Linked DNA regions of Mus musculus: regions 2, 3 and 4 are each linked to region 1. The links are chromatin contacts, called in public promoter capture Hi-C maps. All regions are on one chromosome and are shown on one strand. The core of a region is the stretch at or near the end of the contact, and the rest is flanking DNA. Distances in the headings are between cores, read along the strand shown. Region 1 holds the start of Trim52 (tripartite motif-containing 52). Region 2 has its middle 18 kb from the start of 4930449E01Rik. Region 3 holds the start of 9330188P03Rik (RIKEN cDNA 9330188P03 gene). Region 4 holds the start of 5430440P10Rik (RIKEN cDNA 5430440P10 gene).

Evidence for each region. Promoter capture Hi-C pulls out the DNA fragments that hold promoters and counts their contacts. Capture Hi-C pulls out chosen DNA fragments and counts their contacts.
Region 2: a contact with region 1 is called in a promoter capture Hi-C map of stem cell-derived epiblast-like cells, with 3 times the contacts expected there. The contact joins the enhancer-like site here to the promoter of Trim52 in region 1. A contact is called at or near these places in 11 of 39 promoter capture datasets (the 3T3-L1 cell line, 3T3-L1-derived adipocytes, the C10 cell line and 6 more).
Region 3: a promoter capture Hi-C map of embryonic stem cells shows a contact between it and region 1. The contact joins the promoter of 9330188P03Rik here to the promoter of Trim52 in region 1. A contact is called at or near these places in 2 of 39 promoter capture datasets (embryonic stem cells and liver).
Region 4: a promoter capture Hi-C map of adipose tissue shows a contact between it and region 1, with 5 times the contacts expected there. The contact joins the promoter of 5430440P10Rik here to the promoter of Trim52 in region 1. A contact is called at or near these places in 8 of 39 promoter capture datasets (3T3-L1-derived adipocytes, embryonic stem cells, hippocampal neurons and 3 more), 1 of 115 datasets of contacts at active chromatin or transcription factors (embryonic stem cells) and 2 of 9 other capture datasets (adipose tissue and liver).

Annotation. Positions count from the first base shown.
Region 1 is chr14:106,104,892-106,107,591 of GRCm38.p6, reverse strand. It overlaps Trim52 (tripartite motif-containing 52), which reads right to left and starts at 1,394. Exons shown (of 1, transcript NM_198601.3): 1 at 1-1,394. The coding sequence starts at 682.
Region 2 is chr14:105,478,950-105,481,675 of GRCm38.p6, reverse strand. No RefSeq gene overlaps it. Among named protein-coding and RNA genes, the nearest start is that of 4930449E01Rik, 18 kb to the left of the region's middle. Within about 2 kb of position 1,470, at least 23 of the 459 cell types and tissues checked have an H3K27ac peak or open chromatin away from gene starts, as enhancers often do.
Region 3 is chr14:105,588,123-105,590,822 of GRCm38.p6, reverse strand. It overlaps 9330188P03Rik (RIKEN cDNA 9330188P03 gene), which reads right to left and starts at 1,274. Exons shown (of 3, transcript NR_102319.1): 1 at 1,150-1,274.
Region 4 is chr14:105,426,007-105,428,842 of GRCm38.p6, reverse strand. It overlaps 5430440P10Rik (RIKEN cDNA 5430440P10 gene), which reads right to left and starts at 1,284. Exons shown (of 3, transcript NR_045859.1): 1 at 1,158-1,284.

The sequences.
Region 1 (2,700 bases), core at 145-2,644:
GGCGAATTATATGGACCATGTTGGCCAGCTGCAAATTGGGTCGAAAACTGCGACTTGGAAAAGTCCTTCGGCATTGCGGGCAGCTGAAGACCTGTGGTGTGGGCCGAGGTAGAGAAGGAACCTGGGCATGTGGAGGAGGAACCTGGGCATGTGGAGAAGGAACCCGGGCGTCTGGATAGAGCTGCCGACGCACAGGCGGATGTGGGGGACCACGGTGGAAGATTGGAGGGTGGCGGTGGCGATGGCGGTAGCGACCAAACCGATGGTACTGGTGGCCATTGTGGGGGGGTTCATCTCTCTCTTCTGGAAAAACCCTAATTCTCAGGTCATGAACCAATCCTTGTAAACTGTTCCTGTCTTCTTCCTCGTCATCCCACTCAGAGTTTGCATTGCCCTGATGCTGTCTATGGCTATGACCGACCCACTGTCCTGCATGTGCTCTGTGCTGCTCCTGCTCGGTGTACCTAGGAAACAAAACCTCCCGGATGACGCGCTCCTGCACAGCAGGCTGTTCCCGGTCCTGCTCATCTTCCTTGCCCCACAGCTGGGTCACACACCCTCGGCAGAAGTTGTGCCCACAGCCAATGGACACGGGGTCCTTAAAATAATCCAGACAGATGGCACACACTGCTTCTTCCCGAAGTGACTGCATAGGGCTGGGAGGCCGTGTAGAGGTGGCCATCTTAAGAGCACAAAAGGTCCTCAGAAACTGAGAGGCCCTCGCTGCCCTGCCAAGAAGCACAAAGCACGAAACCACAAGTGGAAGGTCTAGCCTCTACCACCCAAGAGCACAAAGGTGAGAGGACTCCCTTCCCTGCCAAGGGGACCAAAGGCCCCAAATCTCCCTGCCCAGGCAAGGACGCAAAGGCGGTAGGCCTCGCAGCCAAGCCAAGGGGCGCTGAGGACTAAGACCTCCTTGCTGCCCTGTCGTTGGGCGCAAACGCAGTAGGCCTCACTGCCTAGCCAACGGGCGCTGAGGACTAAGGCCTCTTCGCTGCCCTGCTGAGGGGGCCGTAGGCCTTGCTGCCAAGCCGATGGGCGCTAAGGACTCAAGGCCTCCCTACCCAAGCAAGGGGGGTCCCAAATGCGGTAGGCCGCACTGCCCACCCGACGGGCGCTGAGGGCTAAGGCCTCTTCGCTGCCCGGCTAACGGGTGACAGGAGCGACTCCAACAGGTTTTGTAGACGACTACAACCTGCTGCCACCGCCCTGGCCTGGGCTTCCCTGGCTTCCCTGAGGAAGACCAACTCACGGCACGGCAGCCGTCGCTCCGAAGCCAGAAGGCGCTGGCACAGAAGCACGCAGCTGACTGGAGCCTCGGGGAAGCCCCGCACAAGGCAGCAGCCAGCAGCCTCGGCCCACCTCTGCCTCACATGCCCGGCAGCTCCGCTATAAAAGGCACCTGGAAGTGACGTCAAGGCGCTCTAACATAGGTTCTTCCTGCCACCCCGCCCCCATTGCCTGGGGGCGGGGGCGAAGGGGGGGAGTGACGCTCTGGCCCCTTGGAGGACCTCCGTCTTAATGGTATTCATGCGAGGGGCCTAGGGAAAGCTAGAGTGGTGGAGAGCGTGCCAGGTCAGAGGTGAAAGGTCAGGAATTCCAGACACACTCAGCCGCAGAGTAACTTTGAAACTCTTCTCGGCCACAAAACGCATCTCTAAATCAATAGATAGCCAGATGAACACAAAAATTAAGTAAAAAACAGACGGGTGGGCCCAGAGTCCTAAAAAAATAAGTCCTAAAAACGCGTGTTTCGAAAGCTCGATGGTGGTCTTCATCCTCATTATCATTATCAACGCAGTCATCGTCATCGTCAACTGCTTCTCCTCACAGCTAAATACCATTTCCCGGCAAAATTTCATATTAGTACTCCACTCTAAGAAGTGTCTGTTATCTTCTCCCAAATAAAAATGGTTGTTACAACACTGATAAATATAATTAAGTCGTGCTGGAAAGAATGTTCCAGACTGGGAATATGCAGCTGCAGTGAGGAGATATTTTGGCACTACCTGCATCATAAAAAGTTAAAATGATTAATAAGTGTGGAACTGGTCTGCCGAGAAAATTGCAAATTCCTACATGACTTTTAAGAGGCATATTGAGTGCATGACAATAGAAATAGATTACCGGTCACAAAGAAGTTACTTTTAACACTTTCAGAAATGTAATCTGTTTGTGGGTTTTGGTTTCTTGGGGGGGGGGGGGGGACGGACACGTTGTTTTGTTTTTATCAATTTTGCAAAACACTCAGCATTGTTATTTCCATACTGAAGTCAACATTTTCAAATAATCACATTTTATTAATATGAAAACCTAGATATTCGAAAGGATGTAAATTGTTTATAGTTTACAAATGAAGTACACTCTTGTTTCTTCCTAATATCTTATTTATATAACTATCCAGGTTTTTAATTAAATCACAGCAAGTATTACCCCAAGAAAGATAACAGCCACACTAACTTATAGGCTAAATAACAGAGGCTAAAGAAAGGTAAATAACAATAAAAAATATTTTTAAAATAATAAAAGCAACCATAAAGAAAATACAAGATTCTAAAACACCCACTGACAGCCTGAGCTATCCATAACAAAAGAGTTGAACTTCTACAAGAAATAGATACATAATTACAGCACAGCTTGGCCCTTCCTGAGTAGAAAACTGAGGTTTACCTACTATAGAGGCTGAATCTGAGAAAAGTA
Region 2 (2,726 bases), core at 221-2,720, 630 kb after region 1:
ACACACACACAAGCACATAGACATGAAAACCACACAGACCTGCACCAGCATTCATAATGCTGTGACGTCTTTACTGATCAAGACCCTCCGTTGTGGAGAGCTCACATCAACTCCCCAAGGCTGTAAATGACAATCAAATTTCACAAGCACATTTGCCTTCTTCTGTTTTATGTTTTGCCTTTTGGTTCTCTGGCTGGACTGTTTTTGGCTATCACCCCTACCTACTGGTAAGGTCGGACAAAGAGAAGGAACCCCTTCACCATGTCCGAATTCGGTGTTGTCCACAAGTGTATCTGTGAGGGTAGTAGGTTGAGTGCATATTTGGGGGAGGGTAGTGCACGATTAAATAAATCATCAGAAAAATCTAAAAAAAAAAAAAAAAAAAAAAAGGAGCTGCCTGGTTTCCATGAAGCCTTCATTTCTTTTAAATTTAACAAAGATGTTTCTGTGAGGTATGTTTGTTTACATTCCGGAATTTAAGCAGTTCCCTGGGGTTAAGTACCTTTAAAGCTCCCAGGATGAGATTAGGACAAGGAATCCGAAGGGGAAGAGGCTAGTCTGGGAAAGTCCTTGATGAGAATCTGCAGCTTCTCCCTGCTCTTCATTCGGACCCAGCTTCTCTTCATAGCCACACTGGCGTCTATGTGCCTGCCTTAGGAACACGCACCCAGATACTTTCATACGGGTCTCCACCAGTTCTTTCCTCCTGCTCAGGGTCGGCCTGTATTCCACTGCCTTTGAATTTACTGGAGTCTAGTTGTTCCCTAGGAGAGCAAAACCCCAAGCATGCACAACCATCGAAGTACCTGTGTAAAACAAGAACCCTTGCTCCCTAAAGCGCACGTGCACGGAACGCAAGCTTGGCATTTGGGTCACTCCTGTTTCGTTCTTCCCTTTCTGCCACCCTCATATTGTCTCCTCTTTATGCCATGTTTTCTCGTTTATTGACTTTTTTTTTCATAAAAAAATATTTCAAGTGACAAGTAAGTAGCCCCTTCTCAAATACAACCTGCAACAACATGCCTGGATTACATTAGAGAATGCCTGAGGGTATCCCTAAAACCAGTGTGTGAACAGTCGACCTGACAGCAGCTAGGACCCCGGTGAGAGAGCTCCAGTTACCTAACTCCCCCAAGCTAATCAATGTAATCCCCATGACAGCACATTGTCAGACTCCAGGAACCTGCAGCCACCCTGGCAGGAGGGGGTGACCAGAGAGAGTCACCAGACTGCCCAACCCTTTGCTGTCAGCCCTTGACAAGATATGCCCTCGCCTCTGGCTCTGCTTTCAAACACTGAGAACCAGGAGGTCTTACAGAGGCAGACAGCTTAGATTTCGTAGAGCAAGTAAGTAAGCTTAACATGGAGGCAAAACCAGAGCGAAACCACAGAAAGAGATCAACAGCCAGTGTCCAAACCCCAGGAGGGGAAGGCAGCAGCAAAAGGAAACCAGATAGATCTGCACAGAGATTGGGGGAAACATCGGAACCAGCCGCACCAAAATGAAAACGTTTCCATATGAGCCCTCTGACTAGACTCTCCCCACTCGCCGACAATGTGAAGAGCATATACAGGAACAGTAGAGGAATTATTAAAATCCATTAACGGAGAAAAGCTGGCTGGACTGTGAGGACACCGTGTGTCTGAAGATTCTTCGAGCAGTCATGGTGTCAACCAACGGAAAATCTACATTTATTTGAAAAGCTAAGAACACCACTTGTCCCTATTGAAATGGCAGGCTTTGTGACCCTCGTTAGATACAGGTTATGTACATTGAAGAGCAGGAGAAATATGAAAACGTCCATTGACCCAGTCCCCATGCATGTATCAGTCTAGGATTTGTCTTGGCAGCCATGACTCCCAGAATGGGTTTATTCCCTATCAGGAACTGTGGGCCAAACCTAGAACTTAGAGGACCTGCTTTCTTGGTCTTGTTGGAAGTGTGTGCTTCAGTTTGATATCTCACTTTGAAATTACACATTAATGTCAAAAGTTATTATCACAAGTGGGTTTAGACAATTAAGAAAAATCTCTTAAAGATAAAAAGTAACCTTTTCTATAGCAATATTAACCCATTTCTGGGTATTTACATGAAGGCCATTTATAGCATGAGAATATAGCAGAAGACTCTCAAACACACAGGGTCATTTACCCCACTCCCCAAACGAACATACTGCATGTCTCAACATCATCAACTGTGGCTTCATCAAGTTTTCTTAGTTGGGACAAGTTTCCCAATGTCTGTGACTGACATTTTTTTGAAACAACACCTTTGCTGTTGGAATCTTGTTTGAAACTATTTAACCAAAAGAAAAGATTTGTAAAATTCCACTCTATCTAATTTCAAACAATACAGCCTAAGAAAATGGGGCTCATGTAGAAAATCACTACTGTTTGTGTTTATAGATTGCAATATGCCTTGGTTAAAGGGGGGAGCCATTAAAGAAATACAGAAGTCTTGGAGAGAAGTTTGGAATTTGAAAATACGTTCTATGGCCTCTACACAATGTGGGGAGGAGTTTTCCTGTTGATTGGATAACAACATGGAAACTAATATCTAATGGCTTAACTAGCAAGAAGGTCCTGTTGACTATCAGTAAAGGCTATGGTTAGATAACTATTTCTTATCTCTTGTTCAAAGCTCTACATCAAAGGACTATTATCGGCTGCTCAAGTGGACAGCAATGCTTTGGAAATGCCTTGGAACACTCCAGTGTGAGTAAAAC
Region 3 (2,700 bases), core at 25-2,524, 520 kb after region 1:
GAAAGTTCAGCCCCACCCTACGGGCCAAAAGGGTGGCTTAGCGGGTAAGAGCACAGAGCACCCAGGTTGGATTCCCAGCTCACACATGGTGGCTCACAACCATCTGCAACTCCAGTTCCAGGGATGCTGACAATCCCTTCTGACTCCTTGGGCAGAGACACATGGAGCACACACGGAACACACATACACATGGAGCACACACATTCATGCAGAAAAAAAAAACACTCATACATGTTAAATAAGTAAATCTGGTTGGTTGGTTTTTAGAAAGACTGGTTTGCTGTGTCTATCTTGATCAAGAAGCAAGATGCCTGCTTCAGATAGTGTGCTACACACCAAGTCAAATGGGACGACTTAAAGTCCTTTTACAGTCTCTGAGTATCACCCTGTAGCTTTCAACCTGACAGACCCCAAATTCTGAGCTCACAGGAAACATCCAACACAGAAGTTCCATTTTCCAGCTCATGGTAGAGTCTTTCTCAACTGAAAGTCCTCTTCTCCTTCCTAGTGCTGTGCAGTGTAATGGTTTGGTAGCTCATTGCTTCTAAGAATCTTTCACCTTTTCCCACTGGTATCCTCTTGCCTTGCCAATCATCCTGAGACAGGCACATGTGGTCCTCTCTTCTGACAAACAACATGGCTGCCCTGGCTCCCCTCTGGTACCTTCTTGTTTCATCCAAGACCAGGCTGAACGTTTTCTCCCAAGCTGAAAGCCCCGGGCCACATAAGGGCAAAGCAGCCACATCAGAGCTGCTCCTGGTACCAAGGAAAATTATTTGCCCCAAGAGGCAAACACAGCCCAGGCAGTGTCCAGGGTATCAATCCCTCTCTTCTCTGTTATAAAAGGTCCTATTGTAGAGACACAAATCATTCAGAGATGGCATAGACAATGTCTAATCAGTTAATAGCCACTGCGCAGCCGCTGGGGACTGGCCCCAAACTAGATGCCGCCTGTAACCTATTCACTGGAAGAAAGCAGGACAGAACACAACTCGCACAGATTTATATTCATTTCTCCTTTTAGCTCAGGACACCCGGGCAAGCCTGAATCCTTTGAACAACAGTAGACAAAGGCAGCCGTAATAGAGATGAGAATACTTTTTATCTCCGGGCAGCAAGGTGGCAGATAAGTCCCAGTGGGTTACTCACACTGGTCGAAGTTGCGTCCCTGCTTCTGTCATGAATCACCGCTTTATGGAGTTTACGGAATCTCTGAGATTCTCCTTCCTTGTTTGTGAAACAAAAATGACGACGATCTACATCACAAGTCCTGTAAAGCACTGCAGCCTGCGGAAGTGCCGGATACTTTATGAGGCGTGCTGATGACACTCGGCCGTATTTGCTCTCCCCACGCCCCGTGTCTAAAATTAGAAGCCCTCGTCAAAAGTCTCTTGCGTACAGTATCCTGTTTAGCCCTCGCCCAAATCCCACCCACGTACACTTGAACTCGTGAACAGCACGTCAGGCCTTTGGGTTTGCTTTCTGAAACATAATTGAGAAAATCCTCTCGGTTTCTTGAATTTAGCTCTCCTCCCTGGCAAGCGTTACAAAAAATACCTGAAGCTGTGAAAGGGTTAATTTTATTCCCGTGTTCCAGATGTCTTCAGCACCTTGACTTTGGTAATATATTAAGAACAGTAAGTCTTTCTAATGAAAGTGAAAGGTATGCATTGTGTTGAACTGGGCCACTTTCCCCTGAAGCAACGCTGCTTCTTGGGACAGCATCCCGCCATGTTCTACAGGGTGAGATATGGCTGTGCTCAGGTTTACCCTGTGCTGGCACATTTTCAAGCAACTGAAATTGGTATCCAAGCAGTTAAAACTACATCAGCAGTAATAGCTATGAGCTCATCTTGTATAAAGACATTTTTAGTTAAACACCACAATCTTGGGGTGGGGGGCGGCGAGTTAGTGTGCTTAACCAGGCTGGCTTGGAATAGCTCACAATATGACGCATACCACAGGAAATCGAGTGGTATGAGGCACCTACAAAATATTTTTCAAACAAGTCATTGACGCTGTAAGGCCCATGCCTCAGCTTTAGGAAGTCACTTATTAAGAATCAACACCAGCCGTGCCAAGCTAAGCTTCTGCTCTTGGTGATTTTCCAATTGAATATTCAGGGCCCTGTCTCAGTCTTGTTTTCGGGGAAGTACATGCCTGGAATGTTAGCAAGCTATTTGCTGGAAAAAATGCCCACAACAGACCCAATGTTGATCACATTAATGCGTTTGAGTGGGTATAGAGTACAAATGATTGAAAACGCTTCCAGATCCCCGTTACCGGGGACAAAGCAGCCTCTGTTCTCTGATCCGATGGTCATTTTTTTTCCAGCAGAGGATGTGGTGCAGGAAGAGGGAAGAGTGCCAATCTCTGTCTAATGGTTCCAAATAGGGCCTGGGCCTAGCTCTTTGGATGCCATCGATGAGTGGGAAATGAAACGCAGATGGGTCAGATGGGTAAGGAGAGGGGATTACAGGTCAGGCCAAAGAGTTGGAATAAATTAAGTGCTTATGAGGTACAGAATGGTACATTGTTTAAGTGAATGGACAGGGGAAAAACATTCTGGCATTGTTTGGACCAGTGAGGGAACGCAACCTTCCCCCTCCCAGACCCACATAGGCTCAGAGCTGCGTCCTCAGGATGCGAGTGAACAAAACCCCCGAACTGTAGCCAATGGCTGCCTAGAGGATTCTCCCC
Region 4 (2,836 bases), core at 35-2,534, 680 kb after region 1:
AAGAAGAAAGGAAGGAAGGAAGAAAGGAGGAAGGAATGGAGGGAGGGAGGGAGGGAGGGAGGGAGGGAGGGAGGGAGGGAAGGAGGGAGGGAGGGAGGGGAAGAGAGGGAGAGAGGAAGGGAGGAAGGAAAATGTATCCATTCGCCTGTAAACTCTTCGAGCACCCAGTTACAATTTATGGACTGACTCCTGATACACAGTTGCCAGATCATGTTAGATGATTGTATTCTCGAAGCCCTGCCTACTGGCAGGATACATCACCTCGATCTCAGAGGATTGTCAGTTAAATGAACACTCCAGGATTCACATTTGTCTTAGAGGTTCTTTGATTCCTATTGTCATTAGTGAACTGACCCACCATGGGAATTCGGGAAACGACTTTAGATTATGTAAAGAAAATATTATTATGAAGTTCATTTTGACATGCTATGCTGGCAGATTATATTTCTTGATACGTGCCTTGTATAAATCACAAGGTTACCAATATTCAACTAATGCCTGCCTCAGCTTCCCTTGCGAATTTGGATGAAGGAGTCTGGGGTTTTCAGAGTTCCTACGATCCAAGGAGACGGTGAATTATGAACACCCCATCCATTCCTATTCACTTCTTGGCTGTCACTTTCATAATTATTTTTGGTTTCATGGTCTTCAATGTCTAGGATAATTGTTGGATAATTTCCCCTCCCATCCTGGTGCATTCAAAGTTCAAACTGAGTGCACGCCATTCCCTCCTCCTTTAAGGAATAACAAGAATGTTCATGTCTTGTTTTAACAAGTGGATGATCTGCCCCAACTTCAGAGTCAGATCTTCACATTATAAAAAGGAGGCCTTTATGTTTAACTTTCTGCCCTGTGAGAAAAGCGGGATATGTCAAGCCTCTACTTAAGTTTGTTCTTTTATCCTTATGAGTCCCTCTCATGAGCTAATTTCTTTCATAGACTATATAAGCCCCTTAAAGAGCCGTACTGTTCCCTGACAAGCACACCGGCACGCAGTTAATCATTAATTTTGCATAGTCCGGTGCACATGCCGTCTGCTGAGCTGTGTGGCGATCGAGACACTTCCTCCTGTTGGAATCAGTGCTTCTGTGTGGAAGTCAGTACTAGATTTTCAGTCCTGCTGCTATCAGCAGTGCAGACAGAGGCTTACAACCTACCTTTAACACGCCCAAGTTTCAGCGTTCACAAGGCTCGAGCCTTCAGCAGTACAGCAGCATTCTTATGCTAAGACAACAGCCGCACCAGCAGACTCAGCAACTCACCCAGGCTGAGCACGTGTGCATCCCGGAAACAGGTGCGTCTCCTGCTGGCTGCGTTGTGTGATTCCAAAAGAAAACAGTCCTCGAGTCTCCATCCGATCACACTTTATATGCAACGTGTTTTAGAAGTATGTGGAGGAATTCAGAAACACGGTCAAGTGAAATCCGACGAATTTCAAAAAGGCAATAAATACTGAACTTAAAATGTGAAAGAGATTGCTTTTATTTTACAGCTGGCTAAGTATGGAAGTATACAACCCCAAGAACCCACCCATCCCTGTAATAAATGGCCGCAAATTATATTACAGCATCTTTTGTTGGTCTTGGGTACCGGCTCTGCACTACCAGAGGAAAAACTTCGATTCCTCTCTGTGTGGGTGGAGTAGAGGCAGATTTGAATGCGATCCTGTTCAAATAAGCTCCTCCAGCCTAGCTCTAGGGTGGTACATGAAGTCTGGAAAGAGTGAGCCTTAAGCCCCCAGTGCAGAAGCAACACCTTCTGTGACCACACTGCCAGGAAGCCTCCACAGGGAGTGCCCAATAAATGTCAATGTTGTGTGGCTGTTTCAACTTCAACTTGCACGCGTTTGCTTGAAAATTAACACTGCAGTCATACAGAAGAGGGAAAGGGACGTGTGTTGTTTCCAGACATAATTGAGATTGAACTCCGACCAATTCAGAAACAAGCGTTACTTTCCGCAGCTCCGGAGAAGCAGGCTTCCCTCTGCCAGAAGGGAAGTATTGCAATCGTCGTGAGCACAAAGCGCCCTGTATGCACTCTGCAGAGAGAAGCGGCCAGGCCTTCCTGCGGGCCATTCATCTTTGTGTCCTTATGCAGGAGAGGTGTGGAGAGAACGTTACTCCCACTAAGCCATGAGCAGTGTCTCTGGGGCTTACTGGGGCTTTGACCCCGGCTGTGCTTGAAGCATTGGTGACACAGGAAGTGGTCCAAAGATCGCTTCCAACCTGCAATGTGGTCCCTGGTTGCTGCTGGCCTGTTCCCTTAGAGTGTTGACCTGCCTTTACGGGACCTTCCCGGCCCCAGGATTCACAGTGTGGTCAGCGGTCCACTGAGGACATTAGAAAGAACCTCCAGAGATGCTATTCAGACCCCATCCAGAACCTATGACATGAGAACGCGTTCCATTGAGGCCTGCCACAGTTGGAAGAAACAGCCTACATCTGAGGACCAAGCACACTTAAGTTATGTAAAGGTTGAATCAAATTCCTTTGCTCTTTCTTTTTTCCATCATACACAGTTCACATTTCATCTCTTGCAGCTGAACTGAGATCTGAGCGTAACTGTCTTGTGGAATCGCTGGCTCCTGGAATTTTGGCTTTATGTCTCTGGGCAAAAGCCAGGTCTTTGACACGGGGCTAAGTAAGAAATAACCAACTGTGATGTCTTCATTGTCAATTTGAGTATAGCAAGGCGGCTCGTGTATTAACAGTGAGGATGTTTCAAGAAGTGTTTACCCGAGGAAGGAAGATGCAGTCCTAAATCCCAAATGTGAGTTGGGTGACCAGACTGAGTAAAGGTTGGGGTGGGGACAACATAGTTGGATGAGCACCAGCAT